2 separate regions of the Canis lupus genome follow, and region 1 is linked to region 2. The links are chromatin contacts, called in public Hi-C maps. All regions are on one chromosome and are shown on one strand. The core of a region is the stretch at or near the end of the contact, and the rest is flanking DNA. Distances in the headings are between cores, read along the strand shown. Region 1 has its middle 44 kb from the start of MATR3. Region 2 holds the start of MATR3 (matrin 3).

The links. A called contact is a pair of places that touch in the nucleus more often than the background predicts.
Region 1: a Hi-C map of skin fibroblasts shows a contact between it and region 2, with 2.4 times the contacts expected there. The contact joins the enhancer-like site here to the promoter of MATR3 in region 2. A contact is called at or near these places in 2 of 9 Hi-C or Micro-C datasets (amygdala and skin fibroblasts).

The regions. Positions count from the first base shown.
Region 1 is chr11:26,853,211-26,856,871 of UU_Cfam_GSD_1.0, reverse strand. No RefSeq gene overlaps it. Among named protein-coding and RNA genes, the nearest start is that of MATR3, 44 kb to the right of the region's middle. Within about 2 kb of position 1,736, at least 6 of the 20 cell types and tissues checked have an H3K27ac peak or open chromatin away from gene starts, as enhancers often do.
Region 2 is chr11:26,809,528-26,813,315 of UU_Cfam_GSD_1.0, reverse strand. It overlaps MATR3 (matrin 3), which reads right to left and starts at 2,438. Exons shown (of 15, transcript NM_001205258.1): 1 at 2,390-2,438.

The DNA.
Region 1 (3,661 bases), core at 487-2,986, 44 kb before region 2:
TTAATGAGAATGCAGCAGCGGCTGGCCTGCGGGTGCGGGCTTCAGCTTGCGGAGTTTTCACCGCTGCGGTGCGGGCGGGCCAGCGTGCTGCCACCTGCGAGCCTCGGGGACGAGAGAAGCGCGTATGCACCGGGGGAAAGGGGTTGTGTGAGGCAGATGGAAGAAGGGTCGGGGCTGCCTGGAGGCGCAACCCAGCCCAGAGACTCGACGTCCTCGGGCGGGGGCGGGGGCGCGGCGGACGGCGGTGATCGCCCAGAGGGAAGGAGGGCGCCGGCGACGACTTCTGGTGGGGGGAGGCGGCCCGTGCCCTCCTCCCGTGGCCCTGGCGGGCGGGGGGGGATCTTCGACATCTTCCCCTCCCGGGGCTGCCGCCGCGGGGTCCGACACCGCCCCTTCGGCGGTTGCGGCTCGTCCTTCTGCTCCATGGCCCCCTCCACACCCCGCCTTCCCCGCGCAGGTTGGTCAAGGGTTGTGGGGGAGGCGCGCACCCCCCGACCTTCGCCTTCCGCACTGGTCGTCCCTAGTCACGGCCGCGCCCCACACGGGGCGCGCTTGGCCCATCTCCGGTTGTGCGACAAGGCGGCAGGCCCCCCGCGACGTCGGGGGCGCTGGGGAAGGGTCGGGTCCGCCCGACCCCGGGGGGCCTCGGAGCCTCCGCTCACGCGGGGGGCGCCCGCCCAGGAACGTTCTCCCGGCCAGCGGACTGCTGCTCCGCCCCCGCCCCCCCGCTTAGCGCGTCTCCCTCCTCGCCCGCCGCCCCAGCCCTGGTCATCCCGTCGCCTTCTCCGTCCCCACCTCCACCGCCCCTACTCGCGCGCCCTGCCGGCTCGCGCCTCGCTTCCCGCTGCAGCAGCCCCGCACTCAGGCGACGGAGGCCTGGGTCGCGGATGTGGGGAGCGCCGGGCGGGGGCGGGATTCTAAGGTGCCGTGGCTCGGGCTGCTTCGGAAGCAAGGTCGAGCCAGGACCGCCCCCGTGGCTTTAGGGGCGGGAAGGGACCCGGGAGAGAGGATAGCATCGGGCGGTGGCGGGGCCTGCGTCCCGGGCCGGCAGCGTCAGGGGCTCGTGCCCCTTGCGGAGTGTTGGCCGCGCCCGGTCCCCGCGCCGTCGTGGCGGCCGCCTGTGCCCTCGTTCCCCCGTAAGGCCTCGCCCGTCCCGCACCCCCGTCCAGGTACAGCGCGCGTCCCGGTCCCGAGGTTTAAGGACCCCTTGGGGGTCGCCGTCCGCCTCAGGACGGGGCGGTCGGGCCAGTGGGGACAGTCCCTTCTCCCCCAGACTCCGCCGCCCGAGCCCTCTCCCAGGGCTGGGATCGTCGCGGCCGCCGGGAGGGGCTGCCCCGTGGCCGTCAGGCCGCGCGCCGGCGCATGTGCCCCGCGTCCCCGGTGTGGGGCGGCGCAGGTGGGAGCCCCTGGGCGCCTGTGGGGTTGTCCGAGCTCATCCCCCCACGCGCGTGCGCGGGGTCGGTGGCCGGTCGCCCCGTCGTCCGACCCTCCAGAAACTCTTGGAGCGTGAGTGTGGTGTCGTGCTTTCCGGGCCTGCGGGAGGCTCCCTCCGGGAGGTGCCGAGCCAGGGGCGGGGCTTCCCCTCCGCTCCAAACTCGTGGGACTCCGCGGAGGATCGCTCGGCTCCTGCGGTGATGAAGGACGCAGCTAGCTGCGGGGATTAATGTGCACCGCAGGACACACCGATCAGGGAAACGGCAGACGCACTTGCGGCCCCGGGCTCCTCTCGCGGCTACGGCCTGGCCTGAGCGTCGCTGGGCGATCAATCGCCGCCCCCCGGGAGTCTTGTCCCCGCCTCCCGCCCAGGGGGTGGCGCGGCTGGGGGTTCCCTCGCGAGGTCCGTGGTGCGGACGCTCCGTCCCCCTAAGGGCAGACTCGGAGGCCGCCTCCGCCCCCCCACCCGGTCCCCGCGGCTCCCGGCCCACCCCCGCCCCGCCTCGCCCCGCCGGGAGCGTGCGGGGACGGTGGGCGGTGAGTGGGGTCGAGAACCGAGCGGGCGCCGGGGCGGGGGGGGGGGGGGGGTGGCGCCGCCTCCGAGGAAGGGAGAGAGAGGCGAGAGCTGGCGACGAGGGCGGTGGCTGCTGCGGTTCCCTCTGGGGGGATCCCTCGCGCCACCCGCGGCCTTGGCGGTCACCCGGGTTGTGCTTTGGGGGCGGCTGTGTCCCGTGCCGCTGGCGGGTCGTGGTCAGTCGAGGTGCGGGCGGCGGCCGCGCTGATCCCGGCCGCGTTCCCGTCCCCCACCCTGGCCCGCGCCGCCCCTCGCCTCCCAGCGGGCGATCCCGGCCTTCCCCCTGGCGGTGTGTCTCGCGCCGAGGCCGAGGCCGAGGCCGAGTCGCGCGCGGGGCGGAGACTCCGGGACACGAGAGCCCCGGGGGCGGCCGGCGGGACACCACGGCGCCGCTGCACGCTTCACCGCCCCGGGTTGCGGCCGCGCCGCGCTCCGCGCCGTGAGCCCCGGGTGCTCGGGGTCCACGGGGAAATAAGGGTGTCAGGGGGAAGGCGCCGCCAGTCCGGCGCCCGGCGAGGAGCCTGCGACAGAGTGAGCCGGGGGATGTCGCGGGCGGAGGAGGAGGAAAGCCGGGTGTCCCGCGGGTGGCGCGGCGGCGGGGTTGTTGGCGGCTGGGGTCCAGGGTGACCGCCGTGCCTCGACGCCCCCCTGCCCCCGCTGGTGCCCTGGTGCCCGCGCCTCCCCTCGCGGCGCACACACCCTCGCTCCCCTCCTTTCCCCCTCATTCGTCCTCTCCCGGTCCTCCAAGCCCGGCAGGGCCCTCCGCCTGCACCGCCTCGTGCTTGCATGCCCTCCGCCTGCACCGCCGCCACGTGCTTGCATGCCCTCCACCTGCACCGCCGGCTCCTGCTTGCATGCCCTCCGCCTGCACCGCTACCACGTGCTTGCATGCCGGGGTCCTCCGTGGGGCCGGTTGCATCTCCCTCCCCTCCTCTCCCGGCCTCACGGCCCCTCGCGCCCTGCCCTGGGCGTGCCCTCTGAGATGGAGGCTCAGATCAGACGTTGGCGACCCACTGAATTTAAGCATATTAGCAGAGAAAAAGAAACCAGGATTCCTTTAGTAAGGACGAGTGAACAAGGAAAATCCCAGCGCCGAATCCCCGCCACTCGGTGGGGCTCAGGAAATGCGGGTATGGAAGACCCACTCCCCGGCGGTCTTCTGATCCAGGCCCAGCCCGTGCAGGTGTGAGGCGTGTAGCGGACCCGGCGCACTGGGCCCTGGTCTCCCCGGCGTGGGGTTGCTTGGGAATGCAGCCCAAAGCGGTGGAAACTCCATCTAAGGCTAGAAGTACCGGCACAAGACCCATAGTCAACAGGTACTGTAAGGGAAGATTGAGAAGAGCTTTGAAGTGAGTTCAAGAGGGCCATTAAGAGGTAAATGGGTGGGGTCCACGCAGTCCGCCCGGAGATGCAAAGCCGATGTGGGTGGCCCTGCTAGTGCTGGTGCCCTGGGATCTTTCCCGCCCCCAGTTCCTCCCCACCGCTCCCGTGTGGTCCCTCCTCCCCTGAGGGGGGCTCCAGCGGGTGCGGGGTGGGGGGCGGAGCTGGGAGTGGGGTCAGCTGTGGACCGCCCGTCTCCCTTCCCCCCGCTGGAGACTGCTACGAGGTGGCACATTTCCACCTTGGCGGTGCCCCCGGATCCGCCCTGGGAGG
Region 2 (3,788 bases), core at 1,189-3,688:
AGTCCCTTATCAAGCTCCCTGCATGGAGCCTGCTTCTCTCTCAGCCTGTGTCTCTGCCCCCCTCTCTCTCTGTCTCTCATGAATGAATAAATAAAATCTTAAAAAAAAAAAAAAGCTATATAGAGTTACATCCAATAACCACACTGTAAAATTAGCACATCTCTAAGTATTAAATCTTTTATATTTGTAGTAAACTTGGTAACTTATATCAACATTATGTACACAAATCTTTTGTATACTCTTCCTCTAGGATAAATTCCTTTAAGTATAGTCCTTCCATTTTTAAGGCTATGTATTGTAACAGGAGTCTGAATCAAGTACCCAAAAAAATTTCAAGTGTTCTAGAACACACCCGCAGCACTGCCTCTGTTTATATTGCCATCACCTTCTTGAGTTTAATCTTTTCTATAAAATTAGGAATCTAAATTACATTTCTGAAGTCACCTAAGACAATTTTCTTGCTTTCCTCATGTTACCCTTTGTTTACATATCATTAACTCACTTGTACTATTATTTAGCGATTGCATATCCTAAAAGCACTAACGAATTTTGTATGTTTAAAGACTTCTTTAACGTAAGGATCAGATCAAAAGTGGCTAAATCCTCTCAAATTACTTCAAAATGCTTTGTAAAGGCAACTTCACTTACACACAGCTGAGAAGGGAGTTGAGTGAAACGCCAAAGTGAAAACGTCCTCTCGGAGTAAAATACACGTTAATGATTTAGCCATATAAATATAAATGTTAACTGCAAGGCAAGAATTTTAAATTTAAAGCACTTCACCACAAACATATTCCAGCTAAAGATCTCTTCTCCCAATCTTACATAACAAACCAGAACAATTCTCATTTAGTACTTTGTGTTCAATTTTGAGTTTGAAAAACATTAAGTGCAAAAGGCAAACAGCGTATTTGCAACAAAAATCTTTCTCCACCTTCCATTTCTAAAACATTACTGTTGAAAAATTATGACGACAGACTGCGCAGATGACTGAGCTATTGACTTTTCAAAAACAAATTTTATTTTCAACCTTTATGAAAACAGCCTAAAATAGAATTTTTGCCCGCGGAGTACAACTGTTTAAATTTATCCACTACTTAAAAATCTTAAACCAAAGTCTATTCCACAGAACGCAGCATCAAGACAAAAATCTCATGACTAAGACCTGGGAAATCAACGACTCTCACATATTCCAGTGCGCTTGAAAAACTAGAAATTTCGGAATCGCCATAAGCGTTCTAGAAATATCTGTCTGGAAAACGGTAACTGATCCAATAGGAATATTCCACAGTATAGGGCACACAGGAAGAAAAACATCTAGGAGAATTCTTCCACGGCAAACGGGAAAAGTCCCTGTAAAACCCCGAACACGGCACAAGGCTAGCAATGAAAAGAACAACGATGTGCCGAATACACCACGGTACTCCAAACCCTTTGTCTGGAAACCGGAAGGTCCCACAACACACGATCTTCTTTAGGGGAACGCAGACTGATAATACCTTAATAAAAAGAAAAGGAATAGGAGGGGATTCTTTAAACAAGTCTCTTGGCTCGCAGCCTACAGCAGAAGGCTTTCTCCACGACGCAATACGAAAAACAAGCGTTAACGTTTCATTTTTCGGCCATTTTTACGCGATGGGGGTGGGGAGGAATTGTTTCTGAGGTCCGGCTAAAATCCCGCGCGCATGTGTGTGGGCGGGGGACAGGGAGTCTTAGGGGGCGCTATGAAGCTATGGGCCAAAAGCAGAGCGAAGGCCGTGACACCAAGAGAAGAAAGAAACGCTACTCAAATGGCAGCTTTTGAATCTGCGAAATCCTCCATTTTGCGGCACATTTTAAAGGGGCAAAGAGAAAAAAAAAAAACAACAACAAACACACACCTATCTGGGGCTGGCGCTATCCCAAGACTTCGCTGCTTTAACTATTCTCCCCAAACGGCAGGCCCCCTATGGACAGTCAGTCCCTCAGGCCTCGAGCGCGCTCCTCCCTTCGCCTCAGAGCACCAGCCCGCGTGTAACGGGCTCTTGGTCCCGCCCCCGCCCACAGCAAGCCCAGGACGCGGTAAGCTCGGCCGATCGGCTGCCCTCGGCGCCCCCTGACTCTTCCTCCGCACCCCGGGCCCTTGGCTGGCCGCAGGTCTCCCTCCGGGACCGCTCACCTCCGCCGCCCGAGGAGGCTGGTTGCGCCGCCACTGCGCTCCTAACATGGCGGCCGCCGATCAGGCGGCTCACATACGCAGCGAGGAGGGAGGCAGAGCGGGCGAGCGGGAGCGAGCAAGAAAGGCGCGCCGCCGGCTCCCCGCGGCCCCTGTCGCCGTCGCTGCCTCCTCCCGGCGGACGCCGAGAGCCCCCGGCCACCCCACCCCGATTCTTACCCGCTTCACGCCTACCTTAAGGAAAGGGAGAGGGAAAAGGAGAGGTACCTCTCTCCCAGCGAGCGGGACGCGGAGGCTCCCACAATCCCCCGCAGCAACGGCACTGGTAAGAGGTGGCAGCGGCGGCTGCAGCCCAAGAACAAACCTGCTCTCGCGAGAGTCCACCCCCCCCCCCGCCCCCCGCTCGCAGGTCCTGTCTCGGCGCGCGCCGGCCCCTCCCCCCTACTCTGGGCGCGCACACCACCCGCGCCCTGCACCGCGGTCGTTGTTCTCTAATCCTGCAGCCCGCCTGTGGCGGGAAATGGATAGAGAGCCGCAATTTACGGGTTCGAGTCCCAGTCCTCAAAGCTTTTTCCCAGCCCTTAAACTTCATGGTGCGAAATTTAAATAAGGGTATGTGTTAGAAGCGAGTCGCAGGTCACTAGCTTAGACCCGATTTCTATTCTGATTATTCTCTCAGTATTTGCCGAGGAATAGTAGCGAGCGCCAGACGGGGAAAGATAGCAGGATTTTCACATGTGCAATTCGGGAACCTCCATCAGTCCACCCAAAACACCGCCGCCACTTTGAATTTGATTGAATGTAGGACACTCGAGTCTGATGGAGGTTCCCGAATTGCACATGTGAAAATCCTGAGGTAGACTTTGAGAAACTACAGTAAGGCTGGCGGAAAGGGCCATTTCCCTGGGTTTTCAAATTTAAAAAGCAGAGGGGGGCAGCCCCGGTGGGGCAGCGGTTTAGCGCCGCCTGCAGCCCAGGGTGTGATCCTGAAGACCTGGGATCGAATCCCACGTCGGGCTCCCTGTGTGGAGCCTGTTTCTCCCTCTGCCTCTCTTTCTCTGTCTCTCATGAATAAATAAATAAAATCTCTAAAATAAATAAATAAATAAAAATAGGGATCCCTGGGTGGCGCAGCGGTTTGGCGCCTGCCTTTGGCCCTGGAGACCCGGGATCGAATCCCACGTCGGGCTCCCGGTGCATGGAGCCTGCTTCTCCCTCTGCCTGTGTCTCTGCCTCTGTGTGTGTGTGTGTGTGCGTGTGTGACTATCATAAATAAATTAAAAAAAATAAAAAATAAAAGCAGAGGGCCCCGCAGTCACCTGGAACCTGAGTTAAATTAGTGAATACAAATACTAATAGCACTCAAATTTTTAAGATCTTGACTGTGCTGAATCAGATTTGCATCTTTGAAAAATCATTCGGAGTCCTCTGAGAAGATAGTGGAGACCAGGAGAAAACTGGAGTTCCTCTAGGACTAGATATGGAAGATGAGGAAGGTAAGTGTTCTGGATGAATGACAGCTCAATGGTTAGCAGTGCTGTTAACTGGCACTTGCAGAGTACCAGGAGGAGAGACCATAAGGTAAGATGTTTGGCTTTTATTTTATTTATTTGGCATCAATTTTAAAGGAGTG